Regions from separate parts of the Arachis hypogaea genome. Here region 2 is linked to region 1. Evidence: chromatin contacts called from public Hi-C data. All regions are on one chromosome and are shown on one strand. Each heading gives the region's core, a stretch centred on a gene start, on an enhancer-like site or on the middle of the called end of the contact. The rest is flanking DNA. Distances are from core to core; before and after follow the strand shown. Region 1 holds the start of LOC112710868 (DNA excision repair protein ERCC-1). Region 2 holds the start of LOC112710870 (E3 ubiquitin-protein ligase ATL6).

Region 1 (3,749 bases), core at 584-3,083:
CTGAAGGTAAAATTAGGCTACTTTTGATAATTCGATAACGATGGTTCTCATGATGGCCAGAGTTTGAACATGTAGCATGATATATCTTTCAAAAGACTTGTGTTTTTGTTAATTATCTCGTTCCTTTATATTCATGTAGTTACTATCAACAAAATAATGTAAGGAAAGTTGTGCAAAAGTTTATAGCATGTCTTTAATTTGTTAATGTTAGCTAACGTACGAAATTGATGTCTCAATGAAGCATTTACTTGATCGAATTACTGCTTTATTTTTAATAGTTATAATTCGTAATTATTTTATATACTTTTGATGATAAATTCTTTCCTTACAATGCATTGTATGGGTGAAGTGGCATATATTATTATAGTAGGGGTTAATATACATTATGATGAATAATGAGATTGTCATTGATACAATGAATATATCTCAATCCAACCGTGTGCCAAGGAGAATAAGCGAAAGTTAGGGTCTGTTTTTTTTTTTTTTGGATTTCAAGTAAATTAAGATGCCACCATTTATAGTATAAATTTTAAAACCGAAAACACCTTTTTGAAAAGGGTAAAAGTAGACGATAAACTTTTATGTTTAATCTATATGTATTATACACACTAGGGATGGCAAAGCAGGTCGGTCCGTTCCAACCCGTTCCGCCTCGCCCAGGCCCACCCCATAAACGAGGCGGATCAGCCCGCGCCGCTAACTAAAATGGGTTCAAAATGATAGCTCGCTCCACTTTATGGCGGATTGGCAGGACGGCGGGTTAGCCCGCTCGACTTTTTTTTTTTGAAAAATAAAATTCATTAAAATTAACCAAAAAATAATAATTAAAAAATTAAATACAAAAAATAGTCAAATTATAATATATTTTTTAATTTTTAACTTCAATAAAATTATTCAAAATAATATTTGTCAATAGAATTATCTTTATTTTAAAAAATAAGTTACATAATTTGAGCATATATACGAAATTGTAAAATAAAATAAATAAAGTTAATAACTAAAAGAAGAATAAAAACAAAAAATGAAAAAAAAGGTGTTTAAAAATTCTATAATTATTAATTTCATAATAATAATTACTCTTTTATTTAATAAAAAAAAGAAAAATAAAATCTTCGGCCCGGCGGACCGGCCCGCCCGCCCCGCCCTGCCAAAATCCGCCAATTTGGCGGTGCGGGTTTGGCAATTTTTTAAAAGTTGACGGGTTCCAAATCCTAACCCGACCCGCCTTTTTTAGCGGGTTTAGCAGATCGACCCGACAGATTCGACCCGTTTTGCCACCCCTAATACACACAACAAAAGTAGGTTATGCCAATTAGTATTTTTTTTTTAGAAATGTTAGCGGGTCAGTAGGAATTACTACTTCCTGCTATGAGGTAACAGAATGTTTTTAAAGGTATGGGTTTTAGTTTATTATCGGACGACTAGAGTACTATGATCGAGTTGATGACTACCATGGATTAGCAAGTAAACAATGACTTTAACGATGACCATGTAGCGTTTTTGAATTAACACTTTCTAAGACAACCATTTTCTATTAAATCTAAAGTTATATCACATGTTGCCTGATAATTGTGTTAATGTGTTAGACCAAATTTAATTAGACCCAAACCAAACTACAAAAGGCAATCGATTGTATTTTAGCCTGATACGAACCTGACAACAACCTAAATTTGGTTAAATTGGGTCGACCCAATATATGTATATTTTTTATTATGGAAAACAGTGTTATATCCGGTTAGGTAATTCAAAAATGACAATAAATAAATTTGAAAAATCCTAACCAAGTAAGAATATGCCTTTAACTCGGTTTGAGTTTTGGGCCGGTCTGGATCGTGAGAACCTTTGGTTTTCATTGAACTGATGATAGCAAACACATATTTTATTCCAATAATCCAATCCCTGAATCCAACGGGAGGACATTCTTAAGTACAAAAATTAGGGTGTAAATTAGGCGCTCTTCCAACTTAAATGCCTCTTTAGGAACCATTTTGATTTCTAACCTTACTATGCATATGTTTACCTTTGTGGATTTGGTCCTCCTTAATCTTTGGTATTTTGGTCCTTTCTTATTGCTCTATCCAAAATAGACTAGACATAGACTATGAGAAGAGTGACTACTCGGATGAGGTTATACTAGCAAAACTACTTTGAAAGATTGAATGTAGATTTCTAAAGCAACGAACAAGTTGTTGTGTAGGAGAGTGGAGTCGACAAAGTGGTGAACTAAGAAAGCTTTTCTTGACTGAAGAATCCCTCCTTTTTGCAGCAAACGTTATGTGAAGTGGAACGGCGAAGGAAGTAAGACGACGACTCTAATAGTATTAGGTTAATGGATGACCCACAACGACCAACGCGAGCCGTCACAAGTAAATAAAAGGTAAGCGAATCTTTCAGAAATTACTAAAGAATCTTGCAAACATTTTCCAAGGCCAAGAAATAGATCAACATGTTTTCAAGCCAAAAAGATATCAAAGCTATCTACATAGGTACCCTTTAAAAGGCATTTAAGATGCACGTTCTATCTCAAACCGGTCACATAGGTCAAGTTTGTTATGTTTGAATAGTTTGAATTTTTTTTTTCCAAATTCCCATAAACTCGCTGCAGTTGATTATTTTGGGTGAAAAACCAAGGTTTTAAAAATCGATTCGAACCGACCAATCGAATCGGTTGAATTACAAACAGAAAGAAAAAACAAATCAATCAAATGCCAAAATTAGAAAATTCAGAAACCGTTCTTGAACTATCAAACCGGCTAGAAATCGGTCGGCTGAACCGAACCGTAACCCGGCCGGTTTTTTGCATTTAGCTTAGACGCGCCGTTTTGTAGCACATTAAGGGACGAGAGGTAACCCTTACATCCCTTACCATTAATCCCCTCCAACCGTCGCAACTTCCTTCCCCTCCATTGCGCACCACCGTCGGAACGTCGAAGCCTCCGTCCCGCAGTCGTCCCGCAGTCGTCCCGCCGACGCCAACTCTGTTCCACCTTCAGCCTTCGATCGTGCTCCACTGCTCCCTGTCCCCCTCTTGCGCCAGCTCTGCCCTGTTCTGCGCTCCCTCAGTCCCTGGTATTCAATTTTTTTTTTTGTAACTATAATTGAATAATTTTTCATTAATTTTGTGAACTGTGAACTATTAATTTTTTTTGTTGCTAATTTTGTGAACTGTGAAATATGAATTTTTCTTGTTGTTAGTTAATCTGTGAACTGAGGAGGTGGAAAATGGAGAATGAGTTGAAAGAGCAAAACAATAAGAAGAACAACGACGGCGCGAACAAGAAGAGCTCCGTAGTGATCAAGATACCTTCCTACGAAGAAGTTCTCCAAAGCTCACAACAAAAAGCAACTCCACCTTCACTCTTCCTTCCCTCGCAAACATTCTCCCAAGCCTTTTCCTTCGTCAAATCCTCTGAGTTCTACGCTCCTCCGCCTCCTACCACCAACGCCGCCACCACCATCACCGCTGCTTCTTCTTCAATTTCAAGGTTTACTTTACACATTTTTGGTTTTCTTTGCTACGAATTTTGGTCCATTGTTAAGTATAAACATCGTTATCTGTAGTATTTGAAGATTAATTTGATGATTTAGGGAAAGTTCTCAATTGAACCCTCCATCTTCAACTTCGACGTCTTCTGCTGCTGCAGCTTCGTCTCAAGTCGCTCAAAGTCGCAATGCCATCCTTGTTAGCCACAGACAGGTTTAAGCAGTGTGATTATTTTCATTTATTGAGTTTTCTGTTCTAATTTTCA
Region 2 (3,948 bases), core at 735-3,234, 230 kb before region 1:
ATTTTAAATCAGTTGCACTTCTCTCTCTTTCTCTCTCTCTAACGTAATAATATATAATAATAATATGATAATTGTTTTATATGTCACACAAATATAAATATTTTTTTTGAACTAAGAAAGGTTTTGTAAATCCCTAATTCTATTATCGATTGTTTTGATCCTATTATCGATTTGATTCGTATATAATTCGCATGATAAATTATTTGGTGACGTGCTTCATTTTTTATTGTGACATACTTCTTTATTATTATTATTATTTTGCACATTAAAAATCATAGATAAAAATGAAAAATTCATGAAATGCAATCATGACTTTAAAAATAACATGGCCAAGTTATTGCCAAAATATAATGGAAGTATGAAGTTTATCATTTTCCTCTAATGGAGAGAACAAAATTCCTTTTAATAGTTTATTTAAAGTTTAACAGAATAAAATAAATTTTACTAGAATAAACTTCGGTATGAGTTTAATATATATTTTTATTCATCATAAAATATTACTTATCGAATTACTCGTAGATAAATTTTAGAAAAAAGAAAAATAGTATGATTTTTAATTTTATTTTTAAATAAACTTTATTTTTAATTTTGAAATGGATTTTAATTTTATCTTTTAATAATATTAATTTTTTACCGTATATAATTATTTAATTATTTTTCAATCACATCTAAATAAATTACTCTTAATAAAACTTTTTTTGTGTTATTCAATTATCTTTTTTAAAAAATATTTAACTATTAAAATAATTAAACTTTTCACAAAAAAATAATAAAAAAATGATGAACGAAAAAATATTAACCTTTTTTGTATTTTTATTCATATTTTAATTATAAACATAAATATAATTTCATTATATTATTTATGAAATGTGATCGACTATAAATATAGATAAAATTTAGTTATATTACTTAGATATAACTTTATTGTATTGCTTATAAAGTTAGATTATAATTATGATTATAGAATTGTTTCGGTATTTTTGTATGTGTAGTTAATTGATGGTGTTAAAATATTATCCTTAATTATAAATAAAGTTTATAATTTAAAAAATCAAAGACTCAATTAAAAAGATAAAAAAATATTATGTTAAAATATTCTAACTGTTTAAAAGAAGAATATTCGAACTTCAATTTAAAAATTATTTAAAATTTAAACTCAACAAAAGTTTATATTCAATGTATCTTGTATTAAATATATTTAATAACCTATTATATCGTATTGGTTGAAATTAACTTTTATAATGTTAATTTTCTAATAACACTTTATTAGAAAGAAACTATTTTTCTAGAATTTTTTAAAAATTAATTAATATTATATATATTTTGTCACTAGTTATAAAATTTTATTTATTTCTAATATTTATATTAAAAATAAAAATAAATTTAAATTAGTTAATTTTAATCTATAATAAAATCATAATATAGTAATTGGTATATATATCGCACGAATATAAATTAATTATTTTTTATTTATAAAAATTTTATGAAATTTGAGCTTGTGATCGATATAACTCATATGATAAATTTATTTTAATATATATATATATATATATATATATTAATTGATAAGTGTGATATATTTTTTTATATAAATAATTTTAAAAAAATATAATAATTAATTTATTATTTTTTGGTTTTAGTTTAATCTAAATATTTTTTTATTGTTTTTAAAAAAATCTTTAAAAAAATTTAATAATATATGATGAAAAATAATAAATAAATTATATAAAAACTAATTAAAATATAATATAAAAATATCTTTAACAAAAGATGAAATAAACATCTTTATTTAAATAATTCCAAAATAAAATTAGAGTGACTTTTGGGTTGAGGTATTTTTTTTTTTCGTTAGTGGGAACTTTTTTTCATTAATTAACTGCCTCCCTAATTAATTTCCTTCTTAATAGAGTTGGTCCCCCAAAAATTTTCTATGGAAGCTTCGGCGGCATTAAGTTAGTCCACGTAGTACACCGTCTCTGACCACAACTTTAAATCACTTAATTAATTAGATTTCAATCAAACATACAAACCCTCAGCTTCATTCTTACCTTCCGTTCCTCAACAAGTGGCAGCAATTCCCACTTTTTCCATTTATAAGCTAAATCCCCTTCACTCTTCACACCCTTATTTTCTTTCTTCTATTTTCTGCAACTCAACGCAACGTTGTTCAGTGACCAAGAACAACACCACCATGACCTCCGTTTTGCATAACTGTCCAAATGACAGAATTATCCTTCTCTCCTCCTTTCTCTTTCACCTCCTTCTCTTCTTTCCCTTCATCGGAGCACAATCCGATAACAACAACCAAAACAACTCTTACTACAACCGTTTCAGCCCTTCCATGGCGATAATAGTTGTAATCCTCGTCTCCGCACTCTTCCTCATGGGATTCTTCTCCATCTACATCCGCCACTGCTCCGACTCTCCTTCCGTCAGCATCCGCCACCTTGTCGCCACCGGCAGATCCCGCCGCGGTCCACGAGGTCTCGACCCTGCCGTCATCCACTCGTTCCCAACCTTAGAATACTCAGTCGTAAAAATCCACAAGATTGGAAAGGGAGCACTCGAATGCGCAGTGTGCCTCAACGAGTTTGAAGACACTGAAACGCTGCGTTTGATTCCCAAATGCGACCACGTATTCCACCCTGAGTGTATCGACGAGTGGCTCGAGTCTCACACCACGTGTCCAGTTTGCAGAGCCGACCTCCTCCCACAACCGGGAGACTCCGTACGCGGCGCCGCCGCCGTCGTGATTTCAGAGTTGGCAAACGACCAGTTGTCCTCGCCGCGCAATTTGGAATCGCGGAACCAAAGCGACGTCGTAGTTGCTGTGGAGCAAGAAAGTGATGAGAATCTGGAGAATAATAAGAATGAAAGGGTAAGTGTTGATGATCGGGAAGTATTGTGTTTGAATATGAACCAGGCGTTGAATTTGAACCGCACCAGGGGTTCCCGGTCGGGGAGGCCGAGGAGGTTTCCGAGATCACATTCGACCGGGCACTCGCTGGTCCAACCAGGTGAGGACACAGAGCGGTTCACTTTAAGATTGCCTTTGGACGTGAGGAAGAAGATTCTAGAACCTCAGTTGAACCGAGCGAGGAGCTTGGTTATTTTGCCGAGAGAAGGGAGCTCAAAGAGGGGTTACCGAACTGGGGGCGGAGAAGGAAGTAGTAGGGGCCGGTCTACAAGGCGGTTAGACCGGGTTTTTAAGTCGGACCGGTGGATTTTCACTATGGCGCCACCGTTTCTCGTTAGGGCGTCGTCAATTAAGTCACCACGGGTGGCTAATAGCGCCGCCGGCGGAAGTTCATCGGCTGCTCCAGCAGCTGCACCACCAGTTCTGACTGCCCCATCAGCAACATCAGAAATACACCATTTACCGGTTTAACTGAGCTTTCTATGAACCCAACTTAAATGGTTCTTTTGTATTTATTCTTTTGTTTTTTTTTTATTATTATTTGGCCACGATTTTGGTTTTCCAATGTGAAATTTGTAAAGATGTGTATAAGTAACACATTTATTGGTACACAGTGAAATCATATCATAAATTAAGAATGTTAAGAATTTATAAGCAAAATGAGATAGGTTGAGGTCTTGAGGATCTTCGAGTAATTAATTTACCTGGGTCTTCCATATTCTATGGTGAGGGCTATACTCTGTGATGAGGGGGTCCATCTAAAGCTTCATCTTTTTATTAGTGATGACTTTTCTAGATAAAAAATTAAAAACTAATAAAAAAGTCATTCATATGCACATATTTTAAATATGTTTTATACTTCAGATTGTTATTATCGGCAACTAACTTTTTGAATAAGCAAATGTGCAACTTTGAAAAGAGTGAAAACCTCCTTGAAATTTTGGGTCTATTCTTAGTTGATTTCTGCTTTTTACCAAGGGTCTATTTTTCTTATTTTAGGGAATTTAACACAATAAAGTGGAGTATGGTAT

What was found. A called contact is a pair of places that touch in the nucleus more often than the background predicts.
Region 2: a contact with region 1 is called in a Hi-C map of leaf, with 4 times the contacts expected there. The contact joins the promoter of LOC112710870 here to the promoter of LOC112710868 in region 1. A contact is called at or near these places in 2 of 8 Hi-C or Micro-C datasets (both in leaf).

The regions. Positions count from the first base shown.
Region 1 is chr9:36,149,417-36,153,165 of arahy.Tifrunner.gnm2.J5K5, reverse strand. It overlaps LOC112710868 (DNA excision repair protein ERCC-1), which reads left to right and starts at 1,833. Exons shown (of 10, transcript XM_025763307.3): 1 at 1,833-3,069; 2 at 3,196-3,485; 3 at 3,589-3,697. The coding sequence starts at 3,223.
Region 2 is chr9:36,375,411-36,379,358 of arahy.Tifrunner.gnm2.J5K5, reverse strand. It overlaps LOC112710870 (E3 ubiquitin-protein ligase ATL6), which reads left to right and starts at 1,984. Exons shown (of 1, transcript XM_025763313.3): 1 at 1,984-3,577. The coding sequence starts at 2,192. The coding sequence ends at 3,388.